2 separate regions of the Mus musculus genome follow, and region 2 is linked to region 1. Evidence: chromatin contacts called from public promoter capture Hi-C data. All regions are on one chromosome and are shown on one strand. The core of a region is the stretch at or near the end of the contact, and the rest is flanking DNA. Distances in the headings are between cores, read along the strand shown.

Evidence for each region. Promoter capture Hi-C pulls out the DNA fragments that hold promoters and counts their contacts.
Region 2: a contact with region 1 is called in a promoter capture Hi-C map of the SN4741 cell line, with 4 times the contacts expected there. The contact joins the promoter of Arfgap3 here to the promoter of Tbrg3 in region 1. A contact is called at or near these places in 11 of 39 promoter capture datasets (the 3T3-L1 cell line, 3T3-L1-derived adipocytes, the SN4741 cell line and 6 more), 1 of 484 Hi-C or Micro-C datasets (embryonic stem cells) and 1 of 115 datasets of contacts at active chromatin or transcription factors (pancreatic cancer cells).

The regions. Positions count from the first base shown.
Region 1 is chr15:82,895,771-82,901,704 of GRCm38.p6, forward strand. Tbrg3 (transforming growth factor beta regulated gene 3) reads right to left here and starts at 2,691. Exons shown (of 1, transcript NR_027799.1): 1 at 1-2,691. All of the region lies in intron 1 of Tcf20 (transcription factor 20), which reads right to left. Gm20324 (predicted gene, 20324) reads left to right here and starts at 3,310. Exons shown (of 4, transcript NR_045068.1): 1 at 3,310-3,498; 2 at 4,949-5,302.
Region 2 is chr15:83,346,425-83,352,358 of GRCm38.p6, forward strand. It overlaps Arfgap3 (ADP-ribosylation factor GTPase activating protein 3), which reads right to left and starts at 3,823. Exons shown (of 16, transcript NM_001357756.1): 1 at 3,657-3,823. The coding sequence starts at 3,725.

The DNA.
Region 1 (5,934 bases), core at 1,441-3,940:
TACTATATGACATTCTTATTTACTTACTGTTTATAGTCTGCTTTCCACTTCTTCTACCTTTTAATGTAGCCCATGAACATCTATTAATGCAAATGGCCTGACATATACAAGAGGATTTTAATCAACATTTAGGGATACAATGTACAAACAAAGAAACCATCTCCATATTGTGTTAATAGTCAAGTGTCCCAATCCTACAGAGAGAGTTTCTTTTGTTTTTTTTGTTTGTTTGTTTGTTTGTTTTTGAGACTGGAACACTATGTAGACCAGGCTAGCCTCAAAGTCATAGAGACCTGCCTGCCTTTGAGAGTACTGGGACTAAAAGCATATACCACCACAGCCAGCTCTATGTTCTTAAATCCATAAAGAACCACCAAATAAAGCCACAGCTATACCAACAACTCCTGTTACATAGCATATCTTCCTGCTAGTCCTGTGCATTACCTCAAAGCAAGCACGGCCCTAATATAGGAAACTCTGAATTTTGTCACCATGAGACTCTTTTCCTCTGTACTGTGGGTACCATGGTCATGACAAGCTCCTTGGGAAGCTTGGGTGTATATATAGTTCACTAGCAGAATACCTGCCTGTCTAGCACAATTGAGACTGCTCTCAATCCCCAGTATCACCTCCACAAGACTTTCAAGGGCCTAAAACTAAAAATACTCCCCCAAGAGGGAGTAATGCTTAAGGCATCCTGGGACAAGTTCTGTTTTTCATAAATTTATGTCAAAAAAGTCTCACTTGGCCAAAGTGAAAGCAATCATGACATGGTTCCTGAACACTTGCAAACCAGTCACACAGGCAACAAGAAAGACAACCTTTTATGACTTCTCTTGCTCTTTCAGGTTATGTTTTCAGCTCAAGACAAAATGGCAGAAGTAGATAAGAAAGAGAAACGTCTTACAAATTAAATCTTAGGCATACCAGCAAAACTGGCCAAGCAAGGACAAACTGAAAGTTAAGAAAATTCCCAAGGGTCACAGAAACCACCTTCCAGTATTTCACCCAGCTCCAAATTTCATATTCACCAGTTTGGTTGTTATTGCTTGTTGTGCTGTTGTTTGTTTGTTTGTTTGTTTGTTTGTTTTAAAGAGCCAGTAGAGCAGAATGACAGTAGAAAGCTAAGTATTTTAGGGCCACCCATACTAACTAATCTGCCCCTTGAGCAGGCCCTGAGTTAAAAGGAACCTGGTAACAAGTTTTGGGACCTAGGAGAGAAGAGTTATATTCAAGCTCCACCTCTCACTAGCTTATGTATTCTGTGGAGAAGGAATAATGAACTCTTAGGTCCACTGGGTAGACATTTTAGGACAGTTTAGAATTCTTTGGCCTAAGTCCATACATTGTTTTTGTTTTTAACGTAAATGTTAGCTTCCTTTCCTCTCTAAGTTAAAACTTAATAAAGGCAATTCTCCTACTATCTTACCTATGTAAGATCTCTCATATACATACGTACATACATACACACTCACAAACTACCACAGTAAAGCTTTATAGTAATTTTTTCATAAGCCATAAAACAAGCATAATACATACTTGAGTGTGAGAGGTGCTTCTAATTCAAGTAACTGGCACTTTTTCAAATCATACAGTAAACATGAGGTCATAATTCAAGTCCTAATAAAAAATTCCAAATAACTCATATGTATAATCTTAAGTGTCTCCTTATGTGACAGGCATGATTTTAACTAATATAAAAGAAAACCTTCTTTTAACACATACACAAGATAAACATTATGAGCCCATTTTGCCATCCACGTTTAAAGACCATTAAGGCTATACAGACCAAAATTTTTTAAAAAATGATCTAAAAAAACCATAGTGAGCTATATTTTATGGGGAATTGAGCAAAAACAAAAAAACAAACAAAAACAAAACAAAACAAAGTCTTCCACAAACAAGAGCAAAATCCAAGTTGGTCTAAGAGTACTTACCATTCAAAAGCATATGGCCCAGGGCCCTCACACACCAGAAAATCAGTAAAACTAACGGGTTCTTCAGCATCTGCCAGGGAAGTACCCTGCTACCACTAGGAATAAACCGGGGATGCAAACCATTTACTGCATCCTGAGGTGGATATTAATTCTGCAAGCCTACTACATCGCATAGCTAATTCTACTTTATCCCTACTCCAAGACTGAAATTGGAATTTGAAGTTAGCCAAGTAAGAGTCACCTAAAAGATCTTGAAATAGCATCCCTTCCCCACGTGGAAAGGGCTTCCAACAAAAACAGACCCAATCATCGCATCCATATTTCCCAATTAGCCAGTGCTTTTTCGGAAAACTCTTATCACAAAGGAAAAAAAAAAAGCATAATAATGTGCATTCAACATAAGCTAGACTGCTATTAATAGTGTGCGTTTTCTCTTCAGAAGCACAGAAAAGCACTGGGAATTGAGCACAAACTACCCTGACCAAGTTACTTCTCAAGCCAGTGAGGCGCATCTTACATCTCTCAGTAAAGTTCCTATGATCAAAATGAGAGCGAGCACAAAACCGGAGTGGAAGAACCACCAAACCAAACTCAAATAAACCTTCGAAATGTCTGGCCTGCAAGGGAGTCTTTAACAGAAGTGTAATTGAGGCATGAGAGGGTAGGTAACTTGCCCAGGGCTACAGTTTATTTGGTGGCCAAGCTGGAAGTGCATTCCAGGCCTCCTAGATCAGAATTTAGTGCCGTTTCCCCAGCTGCCAATGCCACCCCATGTAAAATCTTTTATAAAACTCTTCACTAAGGCTGTTAACATAAGGGTCCAATTATCATTCAAAGATCAGCCTGTTAGATAATAGCTCAAAAATTCCATCCATTTTTATAGCATTTACCAGAGTCATCTAATCTCTGGAGGGAGAACGCAGAGCTCGGGTAGAAACCCCTAATTCTGATTCGTCCCCAAAGGAGTTGAATACAGGCAGGCAAGCAAAACTGGTGTCCGCACCCACAAACCGTGGAGGAATCCGCAGCTCCACTGCCCCCCCCCAACACACACACACACACACACACTAAATTCCACTCCCATCCCGGCGCACTCAAGACATCCCACCTCCCGCCGCAGGCCGGATAGCAAACTCTTCTATAAGCCACCACTTTTCCGTGAGAATGAGGAAGAGAGACTCAGAGCCTCGCCTTCCCATCCCCTACCCGCGAGAAAGAGCTCCTTCGTGGACTCCGCGGGACCCTGCGCCCTGCCCTGCTCACCGCGGCGGGGGAGGGGAGAGCGCCCCACACAGGAAGTGCATCCTGCGCCCCTAGCTCGCGCCCCGCCGCCGGGTACCTGCTCTGGGCCGCCGGCAGGCGACAGGCAGCCGCATCCACATGGCCTCAGGTGTTCGCGCGGCTGCTCCGCCAGCCCCAGCCGGCCCCTCCCCGGCCCGCTCCAAGCCCGGCCCTTCACGGGTGCCTCGCCCCCAGCCCCCGGCCAAGAGGCCAGCAACGCCGGTCCCCGCGGGGCTGCCAAGAACGTGGACCCCTCAGCACCTCAGGCCGCAACGACCAGGTATCTCCGCCCGCAGCCCCAGAGCCTCCGGCCGCTCTGCCCTGACGCCGGTCCTGGCCGTTGACCCCTCGGCAGCCCACGCCGGTCCCCTCAGCCCGCTCCGCGACTCCCGAGGCTCAGCACTTGCAGGGCGGGCCGGGCCACGACCTGTGCTCCCAGCAGCCAGCCTGAGCGGCGCGGCCCGGTCCCGGCCCCTCGGGCTGCCCTTTCTCCTCAGGCCGGGCGGCGGTTACCTGCAGGAGCCCCCCGGCCCGTCCCTCGGCCTCCGCCGGCGCTGGGAGGGGAGGGGGCGGCGGCGCGGCGCGGGGTGGGGGTGGGGGTGCCTCCACCGCCTCCAGCGCGGACGCCCAGGCCGACGGCGGGGCGGGCCGGGGCCGCGGCCCCTAGAGGCTCGCTCCGGCCCGCGCGCTCGCTGGCTCACTCCCCGCTCCGGCGCGCCTCAGGGAGGGCTCCCCCGGCTGAGGCCGTGGCCGCCTCGCAGGGGCCGAAGGCGGCTCGGCTCCGGGTTTTTTCTCTCCATTCTCCCAACACACAGGAAATAACAGAGCGTCAGGTGACGGCGCGCAGCCAATGAGGCGGCTCCGGGCCCCGGCGCGCGGGCGGGCGGGAGGGCGCGCGGCGGGGCGGGGCGGGCGCAGGGGGCGGGGCCGGGGGCGGGGTGGCGCGCTGCCCACCCGCGTGTGGCAGCGTCGAGAGGCGCAGCAAGGAGACCCCCTACTCTGCGGTCCGGGACCACGCGCCCAGTGCTACCTCCAGCCCTCCGCTTAAGGCTACCTTGTGGGGTGCCCCAGAGCAACTTTCTGGGGAGTTAGTGGCACAGAACCTTCTACTGGGATTTCTGGAGTTCTCCCAGAGCCTCCAAATCCGAAGTCGCGCCTTTGGCAGCCCTTGAAGCCCGTGGCAATTTGTATAGTTACTTGAGCTGCCACCAGGGTGGCTCCCGCTTTCTTAACGTCCGCCGGGCCCAGGTGGGTAACATGGCCTGGTGTGTGCGGATGCACTCTCTGCCCATGGTGCCTACTGGGTGTTCCTGGATGAACAACAGTCTCTGACACTCAGTTTCCTCCGTTCTAAAAGCAAAGAAGCCAACCTACCTCACGTGTAAAATAGACTTCCACACCAGTAGTCTGCAGTGGTGCTGAGGTTCTGCACTCCTGGATGGTAGGCCCAGAACTGAAGTAAGAGATTTCCAGGGCCATGCCTCAGGCCCTAGCCAGCCTTCCCTTGTTCCTCAGATATCTTCACAGAGCAAAGGGCTAAATTTCTTTTTCCTCAAGAAAAATCTCATGTACAACCACCGTCTCATAGATCAGTGGTTCTCAACCTTCCTAATGCTTTGACCCATTAATATAGTTCATATTGTGGTGACCCTAACCATAAACTATGTCAATGCTACTTCATAACTGTAATTTTGCTACTGTTATGAATAGTAATCTCTGTTTTCTGACAGCCTCTCCTGTGAAAGGGTCATTCACTACCAAAGCTGTCCCGACGCCTAGGTTGGAACTGCTGCCTTAGATGGCAGTACCTACTGTGTGCCCACCCCTCTGCTATGCAAAATGAAGCTAATAAGGAGAGGGTGAGGTTGGACTATTTATACCCTGCTTTTGGCACACTCAGAGACCTCTCCACTTTGGACCTCACAGATGCAAGAGGAAGGAGAAGGTTTGAATTATGTGTCCCTAAAACTACTGATTCTAAACTAAGCCTGCATCCAGCCTAGATGTTGGGGAGTCTGTGGCTTCCCCTCTAAAGCAACCCAACTTGAGAGGAAACTGGAATCCAAACATGCTTTGGGTGTAAGGTGAGATGCTGACAGGAGTCAGTTGTGGTTGGTCTGGGGACCAGATTTCATATATTTGGGATCTACAGATCCCTGTGGCCTGGCTTTTACCCTTTCACCTTTCATTCTATCCAGCCAGAGTACTTCACTCTCCCTAGCCTCAGGCCACCCACAGAGGGTCTGGTGATTCCAGGCACAGCTAGGGATCCTGGTTCTAGGGACCCTATCAGGAGGATGTGGTGGAGAAGGTAATGATTTCTCCCAGCCCACCTCATCAAGTAGGGGCTAGTCCAACGCAGGTCTGGCTGTTCCCGGAGATTTGACTCCCCCACACCTCTTTGACAACAGGCAAAGTGCCAAGCCCTTCCGGAGCAAAGCGGCAAAGCTGAATAGACCGCCAGGCCCTGCCCTCTAGCTGTTCCCATTGTTCTGTTTCTTTCAAACTCTCAGCCACTAAGGCTTTTAAGAGACCACAGCCTGGCTACTGCTAGTGTCAAGACTGCCATGAGAAAGGTGGGAGGAACTGGAAACCTCTAAAGTTTTCTGCACCAAGGGGCGTGGGAGGGAGGAGAATGTAGATGTGCCTTCTTGGTGACTCAGTGTTGAAGGCATCCCCAGCCAGTTCATAAAGGGACACCATTTCCTCATTCTCC
Region 2 (5,934 bases), core at 2,573-5,072, 450 kb after region 1:
CCTACTGCAGGCTCCCTGAAGGCACGTGCTGTGTCTCTACCTCCAGCGTAAAAGTCTGCAGAGCTTTACACAGCACCGGAACCAACAGGTGCTGACTGACCCGAGGAGCAGTCCAGTACAGAAACCAGCCTGCGAGCCGAGACCTTTCATCCAAGCAGACCATCGTTAGATCCAAGGGAACGGACAGTGGATTCCAGATAAAAGGAAACCTAGCTGCCTTCCTGTTGCTTTTCTGACAACGTATTTTTGAGGCCCCCCCCTTTTTTTTTACAATCTCTCCCCCTGTTTAGACAGGGTCTCCTGCAACTCAGCCTGGGTCACACTTGTTCTGTAGCTGTGGGTAAATCTGACATCCCAACCCTCCTTGCCTTTCCTTTCAGGTGCTGGAATTAAGTGTGAAGCAGGTATCATGCTTCCAGCCCTATCAGAGCAAAAAGTTTACTTAGAGGGCACGTCCTTACAACCCCAGATGAGTCTTTACATAGTGTACTTATTTTGTTGTTGTTGTTGTTTTTAATTTTCATTTGTGAAAGAACATTGTTATATGGTCTAGCCTTGAATTTGGCAATCCTCCTGCCTCAACTCAAGCAGTTTAAGAGTGCTGTTAAGCTAGGCATGATGACTGGGTGGCTTGAAGCCATCCTCATCTCATAATTTTGTCATTCAGAAAGCTGTGGCAAGGATTGCAAAATTCAAGGCCAGCCTAGGGTTACATAGTGAGTTCAAAGCTGGCCTGGGCTACATAGGCAAAACCTGTCTCAAAAAGAAAAGAAAGGAAAAGAAAAGAAAAGAAAAGAAGAGAAGAGAAGAGAAGAGAAAGGAAAAGAAGAGAAAGGAAAAGAAAAGAAAGAAAAGAAAAAACGAAAAAAGGAAGGAAGAACGAACTGAAGGTATTGCTCAATGGCAAAGTGCCTGTTTAGAGTACACAGGTCCTAGGTTCAAACCCCAGCACTACACTAGAATGATGGAGCTTATTGTTGCCCAGTCCTTCTAGTCATTAGAACTAGTTTTCACCAGCAGGGCGTGGTGGGGCACAGCTTTAATCCCATCACTGCGGAAGCAGAGGCAGCAGCAGGCAAATCTCTGTGAGTTTGAGGCTAGCCTGGTCTACAGAGTGGATTCCAGGACATCTAGGGATACACAGAGAAACCCCATCTCACAAAACCAGAAACTAGTTTCATCACTTTTCACGTCAAATCCATCCAGTCAGCAATGGCTTCAAGCCACAACCATAAAGGAAAGCCAGTGCCATGAGACATGACCAGAAGCTACTTTGGAATCTTGCTTTAGAAATCATATCACAGGAGAGATGACTCGGTGGTTAAGAGCACTGACTGCTCTTCCAGAGGTCCTGAGTTCAAATCCCAGCAACCACATGGTGGCTCACAACCATCTGTAATGGGGTCTAATGTTCTCTTCTGATGTGTCTGAAGACAGAGACAGAGGACTCATATATTTAAAATCAATAATTTAAAAAATATCATATTATAGAACATAAAGTTTCTATAGGTGTGCTCTTCAGAATAAAATGAAAAAAGGGGGAGGGCTGCATTCATGTGGTTTAGTGTCTGACCAGGCTTTCGTGTGTGTCTGGGTGTTTACATTTTGAGGCATTTTGTGTTGCTTTGTAACACATACTAATCAAAAAACCACTACGTACCTCAAGCTGGCCTTTAACTATTGGAAATCCAACCGCCTCAGTTTCCCAAGGGCTGGGACTCTAGGTATGTACTCTCATGGCCAGCTGGACAATAATTTTACTTTTTTTTTTTTTTTTTTTGGAGAAGTAGTCTAATGTAGTCTAAGGCTGGCTTAGAACTTGCTCTGTAGCGGAGGCTGCCCTTGAACTCTTGTTCTTCTTGCTTTCACCTCCCAAGTGCTGGGGTCGCACCATGTGCTACTGTACTCAACTAACATTTTAATACACAAGCAAGCCCACGTGGGCTCCTTAAAAGTGTCTGCTGGTATTGATGACAGGGACTTCTGATGTAAAAGGAGTGTCTTCCTTTTTTTTGTTGTTGCTTCTTGCTTTTTTGTTTTGTTATTTAGCAGTGGCCTTTTTGATACATTCGAAGGGAATACACACTGGCGTGCAACTCAGAGAAAGTGGCAGCATACGCACTTTCCCAGCCTGCCAGCTGGAGATCCAACCTTGTGTGGTAAGAAGCAAGTCCTTGCTACACACAGATCAATCTAAATCTGAAAAAAATAAACAAAAAACAAGAAACCAGCAAGTGACAGACACTGGACAATGCAGTGGCTGGAAGCCAGCTCTTCTTCCTTATACCCACCTGACATTATCACCCCCATTTAACCATTTCCTTCATCATAAGGCTATAAAAACCTAGGGCTCCCTTCCACCATCAAGACATTAAAAAAAAAAAAAGCCTGAATTTTGTGACATGTTGGAACTTTCTATGCCAGCCATGCAGGACTCTGTAATCACGGCTGTGCCCATTAACAGATGGTTCCTCAGAGGTGAAGGTGGCAACCAGATGGAACTTGGAGAGGGGTGGGGAGAGTCCACAGTGACACGACAGCCCTTTGCACTCCTCGGGTTCCACCCTACTCCGTCATCCTAAGGAAGTAGACACCTTAACCCTGTGTATCAAAACAACACTGCCAGCCACATGCTAAAAGTTATGAGGCCCAGTGGTTGGGGGTGGGGTCTGTGTGTGTGTGTGTGTGGGGGGGGTCACATAAGGGGAAGAAAAAAATTGTAGGGACAGACCTCAACCTACAGAGGGATGAACGTGAGTTTTAGTGAGCTTCCTCAGGAACCCAGAGAGCTGGCAACCAGGGAAGAGAACCTTAGCTCTACTGGACTGGGAAACAGGCTGCCACCGAAGGACAATGGTGACAAAAATCCAACAGGTCCCCAGCCCTGAAGAACACTCAAGACAAGGTCCATGGTGGGGGGAGAAGCCCTTCTTTCCCAGAACTTAGCACCACTTAGAGTTCTGACCCCTGGGTCTAGGTGGCTGGGATTTTTACCTTTGTTCACAGAGGCCAGAAGGAGTGAACTCTGCCTCACCAGCCTTCTCAGAGCCCAGCTACACACTTCCAACATCTGTTTCCTCCACCCTACCATGTCTGTGCTTCTGGGTCAAGGTGCTCTGTTCTCCAGACCCCTAGACACCCCTAGATGCTATGAACTAGCCTTCTCTCTAAGCCCCCAGGTAGTCTGGCGTCTGGGTAACCTGGACACTCCTAGAGGTCCATACCCCAGTCCTCTCTCTGCCATGAAATGCACTGGTCTCCTGTTCCAGATGTCCATGCCCCAGTCTTCTGTCTATCCCCAGGTGTTCTGGCCTCTGGTGGCGGACACCCCAACTGTCCATGTCCCAGCCCCCCCTGTGACCCCAGACGCTCTGCCCTAGGATGCTAGACATCCCAGATGTCCATGCCCCAGTCCTGTGACCCCAGGCTCTCTGCCTTTTAGTCCTGGACATCCTCCGGATGCCCATGTCCCTGTGCCCCAGGCGCTAAGCCCCTGGTGGGCGCCCCCTTTTCCTCCCCTTGCTGACGAAGGTTGGGGAGCGGCGGCTGCCAGGCCCACAGTGCGACGTGTCACAGGCCGGGCGGCTCCTCCCACGGCCGCGGCCACACCGGGGTCCGGCGGGCCGCGGGGTCCCAAGCCCGCCTGCGGCCGTTACCTTGTTAGTGGGCACCGAGCGCAGGCGCTTGAAGATGGCCAGGATGTCCTGCTTGCTGGGGTCCCCCATAGTCACTGAGAACTGAGGTGAAGCAGTCCCCGACAACCGGGAAGAGACAAGGAGTAGCGGTTGCCGCCTCCCGGAGACCGAGGGGCGGGGCTGCGCGTGACGACAAGCCCCGCCCCTGCCGCGCCCAGGCTCCGCCCACAAGCGGGCGCACGCGCCGTTCTCCTTCACTCGGTGAGGTCCCTCGGCGCCACTGGTTTCTCCGGGTTCCAATTTCGAAGTCGGGCGCGGCAGGCGCATGCGCGGACGCTCGGACAACTCCCACCCCTCCGCAAACCTTCCCCAGATCTCAGCGTTAGTTAGGGTCCTGCAGTGTGGGATAGGAACCCCAGGCTTTGCGCAGGGAGCATCGGGCTTACCCACCGGACTCACCAGCATACCGTTGCCGGCCCGTGGCCAGTCTCACACCTATCCCTCAGGATGGGAGAGCCAGCAGGTCTCATCCTCATGGATCCTGCATAGTAGTAGTGTGTGTTTGTACTCTTTCTCAGCTAAAGTCAAGCCCTGAGTGATAACCTACAGGAAACTGCTGTCCCATTTTTCTCTCTCCCATCTGGGAAACCCAGGCTGGCCTAGAGCACACTGTGTAGTCCAAGGCTGGACTTGAACTGGAGATATTCCTGTTTTAGCGTCTTGCTGCTCAGATTACAGGTCTGCACCAAGCCATACTGGCTTGATAATCTTGTAATTATAAAGTCTGTTCTGTTCACGGAGAGAGAGTGCTTGCCTGTAGGCAACAAGTTCTATCAGGGTCAGAACTGAGAAGTCTAGAAAGACCAGAAACAAGTCTGTGTTTAGTGCTTGGGGCTCCAGTTAAACCTTGGATAATATTAGTAGCTGGAAGGTTTGAGCTTGGGAGCAGGTGCCTCTTTTACAGCGGTCAGGGTGGAGCAGCTGGCAAACATGACCTTAGGTAGAGCATAATAGAAGAAAAACAGGTTTTGGTATCAAGTGCTAAGCCCCAGCTTCTGTCCCAGTTCAACTGGTTGCTTCCCAGCAGGGCTGCTGTAGGCACTTCCTAGCATTCACCTGTATGAAGGAGTTGGAGATGAAATATGTTGACCAGAGCAGCACTGCAGCTTCAGGGATGTTCTGAAAACGGTCTTGGTGTCAAGTTGGGACCTCATATAGGCTGTACAAGGACAGGAACTGGCACAAGACACACAAAGTTCTCAGCAGAGTGACAAAAGGGCAGGGAATAAGAGACAAAGACAGGAGATAGAGCAAGAGGAAGAAGTGAAAAGGAGGGAGAGGGGGACGGGTTATTTGCTCCAGAGGGACAAAGGACTGCTTCTGGATAGAGAAGAGACAGCCTTGGCGTATTGGCAAATGGCAGTTCATAAAGGTAAAAGAAGAAACCCCTTTAGGATAAGTTTATTTTATGGGGCATGCTAATTAGGTGAACCAAGGTAGGGGGTGGATTTTGATAGCTGGACCTTAGTATGTTAGCCTCAGGAAGTGGACAAATAGCGTAACAAACCTTGGTGGCTAGCTTTAGGAATGTAATCTAACGGTTCTTAGCAAGGAGAAAAAAAGAGGAAAGGCAAGGCCCGCCAGTGCCATGTTTGCCATCTCAGGCCTGGTAGATGCCTCAGGCTGTGTATTCATCAACCCAGAGCTGGGCCTTTTCCAAGGTTAGGAAATGTGCAGTCTTTAGGAACAGCATGTTGCTGCTGCAGACAACCCTCACCATTTGAATGATCTTCCTATCTTCGTTCAAAAAAAAATATATATATATATATGGATAGTTCATAGGAGTTAGGAAAACAGCTATACTGGTATAGTGATGTAACCTTTCTAATCTCTGGATTTGGGAAGTAGAAGCAGGAGGCTCAGGAATTCAAGGTCATCTTTGGTTACATAGTGAATTTAAGGCAGGCCTGAAGTACATAAGACCCTAGATAATTTTTTTTAAGGAAACCCTGACCCCCACCCTGTCTGCTGTTTAGGCTGGGATTGAAATGTGATGGATCCAAGGAAGTATCAGGATCAGAAACTAAAGCACCAGGCCACTTTGCCAGCTGTACACACGGTGCTGTTGAAGGGTCTCCATCTGTGACTCGGCCAGCCTCACTGAATGTTTAGGTTGTAGCTCTGATACCCTCCAACCCTTATCTGTCGGCTTTGCAAGTTTCATGGGGAAAATGCCTTAAAAGGCACTTTCACATTCACTTTGACTTGAAAAGGAAAAAGGATCATATCTGATGCATAT